Linked DNA regions of Mus musculus: regions 1, 3 and 4 are each linked to region 2. The links are chromatin contacts, called in public Hi-C and HiChIP or PLAC-seq maps. All regions are on one chromosome and are shown on one strand. The core of a region is the stretch at or near the end of the contact, and the rest is flanking DNA. Distances in the headings are between cores, read along the strand shown.

Region 1 (3,469 bases), core at 104-2,603, 530 kb after region 2:
AAATTTGTTCTTGACATGAGCCTAAAACTCCCCATGCAGCCAAAGTTGACCTTTATCTCCTAACCCCTTCTTTCATTTCCTAAGTGGTCCCTAAGTCTGGCTTTCAATTAAAGCTTAAATGTGCTTACATTTTCTTAAAAGGTAATTGACAATAGCTGGTAAGAATGAATCTGTCTTACATCACTTCTCTAGATGCCTAACTGCAGAGAGAATGCGGGGCATGTTTAAAGTTATTCCTATTTTTCCAAACTTACTTCCTACCTTCCCTTGAAAGAGAGATAGAGACTATTTGAACATTTATATACCCATCTCAAACATATGTTGCATATAAATGTATGTACCTGAGCCCATCTTGAATATCTGCAACAGAGCCTAGCTAACTTGGAAGTTCCCTTGCACCCAATAGGCAGATTTATGATCACTAGAGTGGATATTTAGAAGGATGTAGTAATTAAATCATCCCAGTTTTCACCGGCCATTTCAAACTCTTCTCATGTCTTTGCTCCGTCTGAGTCAGAAGAGTCCCAGCCTTGTACAGACTCCTGTTACTCAGTGACAGCAGCTTTCAAACTCCCTTTCCACCCTAGTCATCAAGTAGGATTTTTCCATTATCAAGTGGACTTTCTCCCTTTGAGGACTTAGAAGTGTCCAATGTCCCCTTTCCCAGGAGTGGTCTCCTTTTAAGTGTGTCCCGGTGAGAACTTCCTTCGGCTTTGCTTCTTTGAGTGACACTGGCTGTCCTGTTACTGAGATTCAAGACTGACTCTCCCAAATCTGATTCTAACCTTTCAGAGTAGAGAAAAGAAAGTTAACTGACCCGCTTGAAGCTTTGAAAGAAAAATACTTGAGACCTTCTCCAGGATTCTTGTTTCACCCGCAAGTAAGTAATTTGGATTTTAGATGTCAAGCTTGTAAACTTGTTGATCCTAAGAAGCAGGTGCAGTGGATTGAAAGAAACTTTAATAACACTAGTATTTCCTATGACGTTGCCATGCAAGAACACAGGAAATTTTAGCAAGACTAAAAACCCAAGCTTCTTAAAAGAAAAAGTCATCAGTATATGTGTAAAAATAACATTGTTTGGGTGTTAAATTGCTATGCGCCTTAACTGTTCACCGAGCTAAAGTGCATGTTGGAGCGAGTCAGACTCAGCTAAGGAAATAAATATTGAAGTCGTCTTTTGTGTTTAAAGTTTCCTGATATGAAGATATGGATCACACTGTGACTCGTCCCAACCTCATGAAGGTCACTCCTGTCCTTTCAGTGCTTAGATAAAAACAGGAAATGAGTCTACCTGACAAGTTGTTACCATAGAGGGTGAAGGAATTTATCTAGACACCACTGGGCATTCCAGGGAAGGTCTATAATTGCACAAGAATTCACCACAATACACAGAGCTATTTACTGAATGGAGCCAGGCCCATTTATCAAAAGACATACAGTTTCTCTTTGCAAATCGGTATACTGAACAGTGCTATCTTGTGGCTTCATCTCTGGGTCGCCACCCATTTAATTTTCTTTTCTGAAGACTGGTTTACATATTAATCCACAGCTAGAGAGTCATATTGAAAGTGCAAACATAATGTCTGGAATCTGCTTTTTTAAACTCACATTTCATTTTGTTGTGCTTTGTGTTTAAATGATGCAAACTCTGATCTTTAAAGACACTGAAGGTTTTAAAGAAAATACCTGACAATTTGGTACATAAATTTGTTCTGTTGTAGTATATCCAAGCCATAAATGATAGTCCTCTAAGTAAACTGGTGAAAATCTCTTCCTTTTAGGTAGCAAAGGCATTAATTTGTCTTAGGATAGGAATCTTACCTTTTCTCTCGTGTTCTTAGTTTTTCAATTTTCTTCCTTAATACCGAAACAAGCATGGGAGAACAGAAATCCAAACATCTGTTTTAGTTATACATAAAAACTTACTTCTGTTCCAAAATTCCCACTCTAATCTAAATTGAGAAAATATATGCTTAGGTATCAAAAATTCCAGGAACATTCCACCATGGATTTTATAAAGGAAGGTTAAGGACTAATACTGTTTACATAACCCCTTCACAGAAAGAGCCAAGTGCTGAAGCAGTGAATGTTTATCGGTAAATATTTGATATTTATGCTGACCTAATAACACTTGCAAGGGTTCACAGTGTAATAATCTAGAATACAAAATGCCCTGTTTCAGATGTTGCATAAAAATACAACTCTCTTGGTATATTCTTTTCTAATTATAAACAAAAGCACACATGCATCTATATTACTGTATACATTTAATAATAGTAACCAGGTTGCTTATCTATTTTTATTATATAATAATAAAATAGCAGTAAAAAGCTGAATACTCTAGGGTATGATAGAATGAAGAAAATGGGAATGGGGTTTAGAGTCTGAGCAGTTTCTTCTATCTGGGTGTTAGTTTTCTTATCTATGAAAATTTTCTGAACATGTTGACTTCAAGGTACCCATGGCCTCTAAAAACCAATGGCCAGCCTTGGTCATTGTGCCACTTAATAAAGTGGTTAAGTTCATTTACCAATAATTACATGTCTGTAGGACTGTATTATAAATGTGGAATTTATTTATATTTAATAAGGGAATATGAAGGAATGTGTTATATTTTAGTATTCTCAAAGGTAACAGTGAATATGACAGGTAAGGGTTGTGCCCATTGCTCACAGCAGAGTAGTGGCCCCTCCTGTAGACCCTCTGAGGAATGCCATGGGAATACAGGGGGAGTGTATTTCCTTCCCACCTACAGTGTCACATTTTGGTGTGTAGACTGCCTGTTGCTGCGTGTGGTTGTTAGGACCCAGTAAGGACAACAAAAGTTAATTTGCAGTACTTAGTGTGTCCTAGATCCGACAAATAGAAGTGGATTCCTGCCATTCTGTATTCAGTGTCAGTATAATGCCAATATCATATGTGCTGGGCAGTGGGGAATGCCACAGGGGACTTTGGAGGGACAGAAGTGGTAGATAGATATTCAGGGTGCCTAATTCACAAGCTACTTCCAATCTACAGTGGAGCACTGTTTAAAGTGCCATTCCTGCAGTCTTAATAAGTAATACTTAGTAGGTGAACTCCTGGGATGCACGCAGGAGAAGCTCAGCTCTAACTTCAAGTTCACTGTCTTAAGAGAGGTCTGCTCTTTCAGAAAACTGCTCATGTCCCAGTGTTAGTCATTTTGTTTGTTTGTTTTTGTTTTTGTTTTTGTTTTTTGTGTTCTATCAATTCCATTCTAACCTCAACTAATAAAACAAAGGGTTTGGGATTAGGAGTACCTGTGGCACAGTGTTTTTACTATTTATAATTAGTCAGAGTGTTTGGTTTTGAGGAAGATTGCTTAGTTCTTTGTGTATAATAGGAGAAAACATGGCTTTACAGGGTAGCTATAAATGGCAAGGTTTACCAAGAGGGTATATTTGACACTGTGTCTGGTTTCTGAAAGAAACTAATGGACATCCTTAGA
Region 2 (3,316 bases), core at 259-2,758:
GGGGAGATGGAGATGGCAGGATTCCCTGGGATTCATGTGTGTGTGGGCTCCAGCATTTTCTCCTCTGGAAGCTGTTTTCACTCCGGTTCTCTGCCATTTCCTCCTTTACTTCCCCTGTCTCTCCCTCATATTTCAAGGTTACACATCTGTCTCCCTTGGGAGCTGTAGCTTGGTTCTCTAGGGACCTGTATCTTATGTCTGAATGCTCCTGGAATTACACAGCTCTGGGGAGGGAAAGGTGGTGGGTATTCTTAGATGAGGTAGGTCCTGTAAGCTTGGCCACCGAAGCCCCTGGGAATTGAACCTAGATATTCGCTCTCTCACAACCGCAGTCTGAGCTCAAACTAAATGAATACCAACAGGTGCAACTGAGTTCCCAACAACCCTGCTCGTCCTTGCTCTCTCAGAGGAGAGACCAGGACTTTCCTGCTTCTTCCGACTTGAGTTTTAGGATGGTAGCAGCACCGCACGGAAAAGATGGCAATTTTCTTTTATGGTGTCTGGCAGGATTTGCAGCAGATATTAATGGAGACATAAATAGCACGTGGAAGGTATTGAACACAACTGTTTAATGCAAGAAGGTTGTACTAAGAAAAATCCATACTGAGTTGGGAGTGATTCATACCTTGAACACACCTAACCCCTTGCGCCTTCATTTCTGCCTGCACACTTCATTAGTAAATTCTGTAATTAGGCACATTTCAACAATGTACGTTTTGTATTTTCTAGGTATGCGTATGGAATTTCCCCCCTTCCTCCTTCTGGTGACCCCAGAGGTTGTAGGTTTCAGTGAGTGAGTGGAAATGGCAGGCGGGCTGGGTAGCAGCAGGAGGCCGGAAGGTGCCGGCCGACCTTAGGCAAGGCAGGAGGTCTTGGATGTCAAATGTTCAGCCCGGCGGGACCTGGGCATCAAGGGCGATTGTTGCTACTTGATGGAAACAGACTACTGAAATGTTCCTAGGATGGCAGCTACCGTTGGTATTACAGCTAAAATCGAGAACCGGTTATTCATCCAAAGCGGAAGCCCCAGGAACTTCAGAAGGAGAGAGCGGCAGCAAGGGCAGAGCTCTGAAGTTCAAGATGCTTCTCGCCTTCTGATAACACGTTCACGGTCCAGTCCTCAGCCTAGTTCTTGTGTAGACGGAAAGATTTATCCTAAAGTTTTTTTTCCCTCCTCCGCTCGGTTCCCCTACAGACAATGTAATTTATGGTGGAGAAAACATTAATAATAATTATAATGCAGGCTTATTGACTCCCACACAGACATAGTCCTCTGCCCCACGAATCAATTCTCTGTCCAAGACTTTTCATTTCTTTTCTTTTTCTTTCTTTCTTTTTATTTTTTTTCCCGTTTGGGCGAAGTGTCTGCTCCCCTCCAGCTCCCCGCGCTCGCTCCCCGCCCCCTGCCGCCCTCCCCGTAGCTCCCTTTCTCCGCCTCCTCGGCGATTGCCATCTGACAAGATCTCCAAATCAAAGTGATAAATCGCTCCAAACTTTTTTTGGCGGCGCTGAGATGTTGGAGGGGCGTCTAACGCGCATGTGCGAAGGTGTCCAAACTGACAATGCTAGAGATAGCGAGTGTGGATTGAGAGAAAGAGAGAGAGGGAGGGAGAGAGAGTGAAAGACCGAGTGTGTGCGTGTGTGTGCGTGTGTGAGACAGAGGAGAGAGAGAGAGAGAGAGAGAGAGAGAGAGAGAGAGAGAGAGAGAGAAGGGAGGGGGAGAGAGAGAGCAAAAGAAGGAAAAGATCCAAGAAAAAAAAAACCTAACCACCCAGCAGCGGCTGCAGGACTGGGCACAGCATGAGATCCAAAGGCAGGGCAAGGAAACTGGCCACAAGTAGGTGCAATATCCCTTTTCTATTGGCTTCCCCCCCTTCTCTGCCATCTTGCGTATCTGTGTCTAGCGCACGGGGAGAGAGCGCGGGCTGCTTTGGCGCGGGGGGCCTGGGGTGGAAGGCAGGCACAGCGCAGCCGGCAGCCGGAGCAACCTGCCGATTCCTGCCTCCGCGCCCTGGCTCCTGCTCTGGGCGCAGTGGAAGCGCGGTAGCCCTGAGCCCCGCACCAGGACCAGCTGTGGCAACTCCGGGGTGGGGGTGGGGGCAGCAAAAAGCTGGGAGGGAGGGAGGAGGGCGCGCGCGAGTGAGCGCGAAGGGGTGGGGGGAGAGGAGAGTGTGTCCCCCTCCCCTCCCTTCCCCCCCCAGGCGGGGGAGAGTCGCCTCTGGCCAACCAGCTAGTTCCCGGAGCGGGAGGAGGGGGGAAGCGGGTGGGGGGGGGGCGGGCAGGGGAAGGGCGCCTTTCTGAAGCTCTGTTTGTTTCTGGGGTTTGGGACGGGTGGCGGGCTCCGAGGGAGCCGCGGTGGCTGTGGCCGCAGCCGGCCGCGATGGAGTTGGGAAAAGTTGCGAGGCGGCCGCTTGCAAGTTGCGCGGGCGATCGGCGCTGCGCCTAGCCGCGGCTGCGGTAGTGGGCGCTGTGCGCTCGGTCCTTGTACGCGGCGGCGTGTGCGACGCGGCGGGAGCCCTGGGGAAGGGGAGGCAGGGGGGCCGGGGGGGACACGGTCCTGGGGATGGGTGGGGGGAACCCCGGCAGCGCCGAGCTCTCGGCTCCGCAGAGTCACTCGGCAGGTGGGGAGAGCGGAGGCCGCGCCGGCGTTCTCAGGCCCGGGCGTGGAGGGCGCGCGGCCAGCCGAGAACGCTGCTCCGTAAGGCCAGGAGGGCGCGCTCCGACCCGAGAAGCCCGGGCTGGCAGGGCGCCGAGTGACCCCCAGGGGGCGGGCTGCCGGAACTCGGGGCCACCAAGGGGGAGCAGCTCAGCCTGCCGTTCTCTTTCTGGGTGCAGCCGGGGTCCCGGGTCACTCGTCCTCCCCGGCGCCCTCTGTCTGCCCGGAGCGGAGCAGCCTCGGTCACGCGGGACTAGGGTAGTGGGGTTTGGGGCTATGGGGGACTAGACTACCATCCCCCACGCTTTCAGGGAAGGCTTGGGTGACACTCCAGGACAGGGTAGGGTGGGAAGGGTTGCTTAGCAGGGACTAGTAGGAGTCTGAGGTGGGTTTGTTCAAATGCTTCTGCCCAGCGTTGAAGGGGGCCCAACGAGCAGCCTGCCGCCTTCTTACTCCCTCGGACATCAGAGCTGCTTCGGGAAAGGACCGGCCAGGCCGCCCATGCCTCTCACACTTGGACTTGAGGAATCTCGAACTCTCTTAATTGTTTTGTTTCGGACCAGAGAGACTAAAGATAGGATGTGGATAGTATGTTTGCCCCAGTGAAGTCCCCAAGCGTACCCCCCCATCCCTTGCACATTGGAATTTAGGGCTGGAGGC
Region 3 (3,257 bases), core at 183-2,682, 750 kb after region 2:
ACAGCCATTATTTTTAACCTTCAACTCAATTATCCTTCTTAAGTCAGTACACTATATCTGATGAGACTAATCTGCTAAAGAATATGTCATCTACAAAAAGACAATATATGCACAAATCTATTGGTCCCTGACTAATTAAATTTACATCCAAGTATAGTGTGCAATTTATAGAAGTTATGGCGATCTTTTTTCCCAGGGGTAAATTATTTTGTGGAATATTCCATGTTTTTCATTCAATTCTGTGGCACATGCACATTAGACTTCTTGGTTCATGAGCACATCTCTGTGGTTCACTAAACTTAATAAGGAAAGACATACCCTGGACATAACGATTTTGCTATGTTGTCAGAATAAAGTCAGGTCTCCCCTCCCTCCTTTTCTAATGTTCTGTTTTGATCATGACTGGCAGTTATCACATTTCTTACAGTTATTCTTCCTGAAAATATTATCTAACCAGCAAGGGCTATGAGGTAATTTTCCCTTACAAAATGGGAATATTTTTCCCCATTCTCAATCTTCTCCCCTTTCTCGTTTCTCTAATTAAAACAACGACTTGATTTGGAACTTACCATTTTGATTTGTTTAAATGTTGAAGGCTCTGGCTCTGTGGCAGGCCCCTCTGCTACTGCACACCATAATCGCATGAATGACATTTCACTTAGACAAACAAGGCTGTTACTGTATCTCTAGGCACATACTTCCCAAGCAAATGAATAGCATTCATCTGGTTTCCTCCGTCCTTTTGCCCAGGATTTGAAAAGGTTACACATGTATGGGCAAGGCATTGTGACACAATTTGGCTTTACTCTAAAGGAGGAAAAACTAAAATCTTCTCACCATGAATGTTCATGGCTATGGGCAATGTCATCACTGACAAGCCTCTATGAATGCCTTCCCATCCTCCTGACCTGGCAAAGCTAATCTTACATTTCCAAAAGAATCTACTGGAAGTGTGGAGGACCGTTCACAAAACTGAATACAGAGAGCTCAAGGAAGGGTGATTCTAAATAGCAGGCACTGCAAGTTAGTGAGAAGTATAAGGTTTCCAAGGGCTACAATAGTATAAGACCTCTCACTGGCCATGAACTCTATGGGACTGTGAGTTCACACCCTCTCTACTTACTTAGGTTTTCCTTTGAGAGACCCACACACTCAAGCTGAGCTTCCTTGCCTCTTGGCTTTGAAAAACCATCGAGATGTCTAGTGTGAGTTTGCCTGCTTCCTCTGACTTCTGCTGAAAGAAAAGTTTGATTCTCCACTCTGAACTTGAGAACATGAAAGCCCAGTTGTTCTTGGCCGCTGAAGTTTTGCTTTGGAGCCAACTACACCTTTTATGGTTATTTTCTTGAGTCTTTCTTCATAGTCCTGTAATTACAGCGGATGCTGCCAAGGAACCCTTGCAGCCGTATCCAACCACGTGTTGCTTGGAGCTGAGCCAACTTGACAGCCAGGGAACTGCTCGCAGCCCAGCCAGCCTCACTTTTACAAGGTGAGGCTACCTCCCTTAACCCAAGGTAGAAATGAAAATACAACCAAGTCGTTTGTAGTCTGATACAGGTTTCTTAAGATAAAACATCTTTGAGACCTTGAAGAACATTCTTCTGAGATGTGTGACAATACCTTTCCAGGACAAGGTATTTGAGATTGACCATAACCGAAAACTAAGAGAAACTGATTACATTATTGATTTTCAACTGGAATTTACTTATAGCTCTTAAAAGTGTTAATTGAAACACTTTTCATATATGTTTAATAGTGTTTGTATTTGTCAGTGTTTAAAATGTATCGGTAATATTTGGAATCTATTGTCCATAACTTTTAGAAAATTGGTGTGATCAGAAACCCATGTTTTAAGGGAAACTGACTGGATTGACTGGAGGAAGGAGTATCCACAGCCAGCTTGTGGATAGAAATGAAAGTGAAGCCAAATCATTTGGCCAGGTACATCTTACACCTATAAAATGTACATTACAAGTAATTATAAGCTTAAAAACTAAATAGTTGATTGAATATTTTACATGCTTCTTGGGACTTTTCTAGTGTGTTCTTTCTTCTATAACCATTTTTGATGTTAAAATGCTCCAGCAAATCAATATGAAGTCCTGGGTTTAGGGACAGTGCTGCTTTATTATAGGGCTGGGAGTAACTGGCTTTTTGTCATTTAAGGAAGTTATTGTTTTCATTACAGAATAACAATGCATTTAATTTGCTTATTTTAAGGCAGGCATGAACTCACCTTACATTTGAATCACTTTACATAAGTTGCCATTTGTTTTCTGTTGGTATACAACCATAAGCACATACTTTCGTATCTTTTTTTTCTTTGTCTCTTTTCATGGTGGATACTTGTGAAAAGTTTGGAGAAATTTCCGAACAGAAAGATCAAAAGAGAAAGGGAGAAAGTGTGGTGGTGATGTTGGGAGACAGAGAGACTAGAATGATAATACTTCCCATTATTCAAGTAAAAAAAAATAATCCCCCAAATTTGTTATGAAGTTGAAGCTTATATTCACATTTTCCCTTTATTCTGAGCAACATAAATAGTCCAGCCCTTTGGTCTCTTCTTAGTAAATCACAGTTTTGTACAGACCATTCTTACGGAGCTGACAGTAGTTTTCATGGTAGCCAGGAAGACAGGTACATCTTCTAGCGACTGGATGACCATCTTCGTTCCTTCCTGAACACTGACATACCTGGTTACAGTCTTTCCCCTACTTGCCTGGTGGGCAGACTTAGGGAAAGAGGAAATGTAAACCCGAATGAATTGAATTTGTCTGTGTAAATATGGTCCTAAAAGTGAAAGCAGGGGCAACTTATTAAATAAGACCGTGGCCTACAGAAGTGCACAGCCCTTCGGGATTGAGGTTTCATTAAATTTGCTTGGGGATTACTTCACTGTTGGATTTTGTTTTGTTCAGTCAATTTGTGATTGACTGTCAAGGGTTGGCTGCAATTTTCTTGTCATGGAAAAAAGTCATAGTGCAATGTCAGGGAAAATCAGCTAAAATAATAGTATAATTCCTTTGGGACCTTGTATCTGGATAAAGATATTATTTCTGGGGTAGCTGTTTTAAAGTCTCTCTGCACATTAGCAGGTACTGTATTTGTGTCACTTGTCAGCCACTCAGCCATGTTCTGCTGTTTCTTTACGTAGTCTCAACACTGAAGTCCCTCCATCCAACTTTTAAATCACATCAAGACATTTTTAAAGAAAGTAAAAAGGGATATGGGTATTTTTTTCCAGCACAGAACATGGA
Region 4 (3,318 bases), core at 813-3,312, 550 kb after region 2:
GGTATTTTGCCCAAACTTTTCTTATGTATAACTTTCCTTATCATTAGGTTATAACTAAATATCTGGTATTGAAGAACTACGCTTCTCTGACCATAGCCTATTAAGTTGGGAGATTTTAAATATTGTGAACTTAATTGATGAAGATTCCATGGCTTTTAAACAGAGAAGGGTTATTGTGCTGCGTGTTTAATTTCATATGCTGGAAAAGCCAAGACTAATCATTTCAGATTGTGTTTCAAGGAAGTTCACTTCAGATAACAAATGCTCTAACATTTGCTCAAAATAACAGCAAAAACAGGCAAACACTCTAGTTCTTCATTTTGTATAACTGTAGCTGAGGAGAAGAGAAAGAAGATACTTTTAGGCAACTAAGAAGTTATAAGAACTACAGCATTTCCTAGTTGGATGTACAGATAGATCCCTCTGCTTGCCTCTGTCTGCGTGTAAGTGTGATTAAGACAGAGCCATGGTTCAGCAGTACAAAATGGAGCTAGTCACAAACATTATATACACCTTAACGTCTGATTCAGTAATGCAAATAAGTAATACTAAAATCACCATTTGGGTTCTGAAAAGTCTATTCAAAATTGATAGCTCAGAACTGGTGACTTCGAGGCTGCACAGCTGCAACATCTGGCCTCAACATGTCTAAACATAGAAGTAGAGAGCTGAGTCACTTGACTTTGCCAGCCTCAGCAGCTATCAGGCTACCTTTGATGAATAATTTATCCCAATAAATTGCCATATTTGAAAGCATAATTAACAAATAGGTTTTCTTAATCATGCTGGATTTTGTTGTTTTTGGTTTTCATCCATGGTCTCTTTTGTTCTTTTACTTTCACTTTCTCACTTAAAAAAAAAAAGTAACAATTTCCATCCATTCAAACTAGCAAGTTGGCAGTATATCTGAAAACTAATAGTTTATGTCTGGGAAAAAATATGTTTTCGTCATTCTTTTTGGTAAGAGAGGTTAAGAGGTTGTATAAAATGTTCAATAATGATGTTACTTTTTCTGGTCAAATGCGTTTGTACTTGGCACTTGCATCGTTTGCAAGACAGTTTCATGCATGTTGTCTATTTATTTCTGGGGAATCTAAACATTAAGGTCTATATATTTTTATGGGAAAATTTCTGCACATGCTTTCTGGTCTTTCATGAACTAAAAAATATCATTTCATGTCATACATAAGAATCCCTGTCTACAACAATAACTGAAGACTGTGCAATTCTGATACAGTAACTAGATAGAGGAGCATGGTAACAAAAGCTTACGGGGGACCTAGGGCTTAGATGCATGGGTGCCTGTAAGGGTTCACATCTTAACATACTTTCTTAGCCTGGTCACCTTCCCTGTTCATGTATGTTTCAAAGGCACACCCTTTTAAAAAGAATTTGTAATTATGTCATTTTTAGACTCTTATAACAGAACATATCCAAATTTTCTTTATATTGATCACTACTCTAGAATCATACATGCCTCCAAATTCCATAGATGGAATTTGTATAGTAAGTTACACTTGAGTCATCCATAGCAATTCTTACAAATGTAAGCAGAAATATTATGGAGGACATTTTAATTTAAAAAGTGATACTTTGTATTGTTAGCTGTGGCTGCTAAGTCAGTTTCAAAAGCTGTTAGCTCATTTAAATTTCTAGCTGATATATCCTCTCTGTGTTTTCTTGGAAAACAAAGAACTCTTTCGCTGTTAAACAATTTAAGATCACTTAGAAGGAGCCAAGATAAGTGGGCTCTCAATAACTCCAAGCTTGAGTCTCGTGCCCAAGAGGAGATGATTATATCTGTAATCCAGGAGCAGTGAATGCACATTGCTCCCTGGCAGCCCCTTTCACATTGTGTTTGGAGCCATAGATTCAGTTTGTGTGTGTGTGTGTGTGTGTGTGTGTGTGTGTGTGTGTGTGTTTAAGCTGTTGTCTGTCATAATTGGTCAGGGATATATGTTTTCCAGAAATCAATTACTTTAAATGGTGGGTACTTAAATGGTAATTACGTACATTATGCAGAGAAAACATTCATGTGCTTGTATATTGCACACACCATATCATTTATCAGCAGTGATAAGAAGTCAGAGACTGGAGCTGTTTTTCCTGTTCTGCCAGAGGCTGCATTTGTAGTCCAAATAATCAGCCAATTATTGTTTTTCCTTGTGTCTCCCCTTTGTGAAATTACATTATTTTCCCAAGGTTGCAACGAGGCACACACAATACAGATTTCTTTTGTAAGTGTTGACGGTTTAAACTCTTGCTAGGGAGATGAGCTAACAGCGTGTTTAAAAATCAAGCCAGTAATTGGTCCGTTTACTCTTTATGCTCTTGAAAGGATGAATGGCAGTCACTTCAAGGATAAAAAGGCTTTGGCAACCAGCCAAAATTCAGATTTATTGGATGATGAAGAAGTAGAAGATGAGGTGTTGTTGGATGAGGAGGATGAAGACAATGATATTCCTGGAAAGCCCAGAAAGGAGCTAGGGGTGACTCGTTTAGACGAGGAGATCCCGGAGGATGACTACGAAGAAGCTGGTGCCCTGGAGATGAGCTGTAAGGCGTCCCCGGTGAGGTGAGTGCCTTGCAATATGGCAAGCCAAGGGACAGACGTGGGGGACTGTTGGGCGAATTCCTCCTGCTCCGCTCGGCTACTGGAAGAATGTGTTAGATTATGGGGAATTTGTGAAGTAACAAACCATGAAAGTTCAATTTGACCTGGGAAAGGCACACACAGTGCGTCAGTTTTACATAAAGGGAAACGAGGAGGCAGGGCACAGGATCCACAAGCACGTAAACACATTAGTATTTGTGGAACTCCGGTGGCCCCAAGGCAGGAAGGATGAGTGAAGATTGCACGAGTATTTAATTTTGAGATTCTATGTATGAACTTCATGAAAAAATAGACATTTCATCATGACTGAGTCTACTCAATAATCTACTATAATCGTAACTCAAGACATTTAAGATAAATTTTACAGATGATAGATTTTCCTTAATTGGAAAGACTCAATGAATAGTTAAAGTGAAGGGAATATTATATTTCTGTGATGATAAGGTATCCTGACTGAATATATTCATAAATGACTTTATTTTAAAAGAAGTTTTCAAGTGTATGACTTCTGTTCCCACACATTGTGGGATGTTAATATGTCATTGACTTTACTTTAGATATATGCTTGGCTTTAGACAATAAAATATTAAAGGAAATATATATCAAGATATGGTATTTGTAATTATTTTTAATCTAGTGATTATTGCATGCTACTTGACACAACAAATGCAATATGAAGTTTGAGAGCTGTTAAGATAAAGTTG

Evidence for each region. A called contact is a pair of places that touch in the nucleus more often than the background predicts. HiChIP or PLAC-seq counts read pairs in DNA pulled down with a chosen protein or histone mark.
Region 1: a FOXA1 HiChIP or PLAC-seq map of pancreatic cancer cells shows a contact between it and region 2. The contact joins the enhancer-like site here to the promoter of Mecom in region 2. A contact is called at or near these places in 14 of 115 datasets of contacts at active chromatin or transcription factors (cardiomyocytes, a colorectal cancer cell line, craniofacial prominence and 10 more) and 1 of 9 other capture datasets (embryonic tail).
Region 3: a contact with region 2 is called in a Hi-C map of uterus, with 3 times the contacts expected there. The contact joins the enhancer-like site here to the promoter of Mecom in region 2. A contact is called at or near these places in 15 of 484 Hi-C or Micro-C datasets (LSK cells, cranial neural crest, embryonic fibroblasts and 8 more), 15 of 115 datasets of contacts at active chromatin or transcription factors (the NIH/3T3 cell line, cardiomyocytes, craniofacial prominence and 11 more) and 1 of 9 other capture datasets (embryonic stem cells).
Region 4: a contact with region 2 is called in an H3K4me3 HiChIP or PLAC-seq map of embryonic basal ganglia, with 5 times the contacts expected there. The contact joins the enhancer-like site here to the promoter of Mecom in region 2. A contact is called at or near these places in 1 of 39 promoter capture datasets (embryonic stem cells), 12 of 115 datasets of contacts at active chromatin or transcription factors (cardiomyocytes, craniofacial prominence, embryonic basal ganglia and 9 more) and 1 of 9 other capture datasets (embryonic stem cells).

What each region holds. Positions count from the first base shown.
Region 1 is chr3:29,974,670-29,978,138 of GRCm38.p6, reverse strand. It overlaps Mecom (MDS1 and EVI1 complex locus), which reads left to right. Exons shown (of 16, transcript NM_001370769.2): 9 at 793-880. Among named protein-coding and RNA genes, the nearest start is that of Gm52621, 20 kb to the left of the region's middle. Within about 2 kb of position 1,353, at least 20 of the 459 cell types and tissues checked have an H3K27ac peak or open chromatin away from gene starts, as enhancers often do. A contact at or near this core is called in a colorectal cancer cell line and pancreatic cancer cells, where this site is marked.
Region 2 is chr3:30,507,951-30,511,266 of GRCm38.p6, reverse strand. Mecom (MDS1 and EVI1 complex locus) reads left to right here and starts at 1,508. Exons shown (of 16, transcript NM_001370769.2): 1 at 1,508-1,837. The coding sequence starts at 1,801.
Region 3 is chr3:29,756,141-29,759,397 of GRCm38.p6, reverse strand. No RefSeq gene overlaps it. Among named protein-coding and RNA genes, the nearest start is that of Gm42197, 62 kb to the right of the region's middle. Within about 2 kb of position 1,432, at least 17 of the 459 cell types and tissues checked have an H3K27ac peak or open chromatin away from gene starts, as enhancers often do. A contact at or near this core is called in uterus, where this site is marked.
Region 4 is chr3:29,956,570-29,959,887 of GRCm38.p6, reverse strand. It overlaps Mecom (MDS1 and EVI1 complex locus), which reads left to right. Exons shown (of 16, transcript NM_001370769.2): 14 at 2,339-2,575. Among named protein-coding and RNA genes, the nearest start is that of Gm52621, 38 kb to the left of the region's middle. Within about 2 kb of position 2,062, at least 3 of the 459 cell types and tissues checked have an H3K27ac peak or open chromatin away from gene starts, as enhancers often do. A contact at or near this core is called in embryonic basal ganglia, where this site is marked.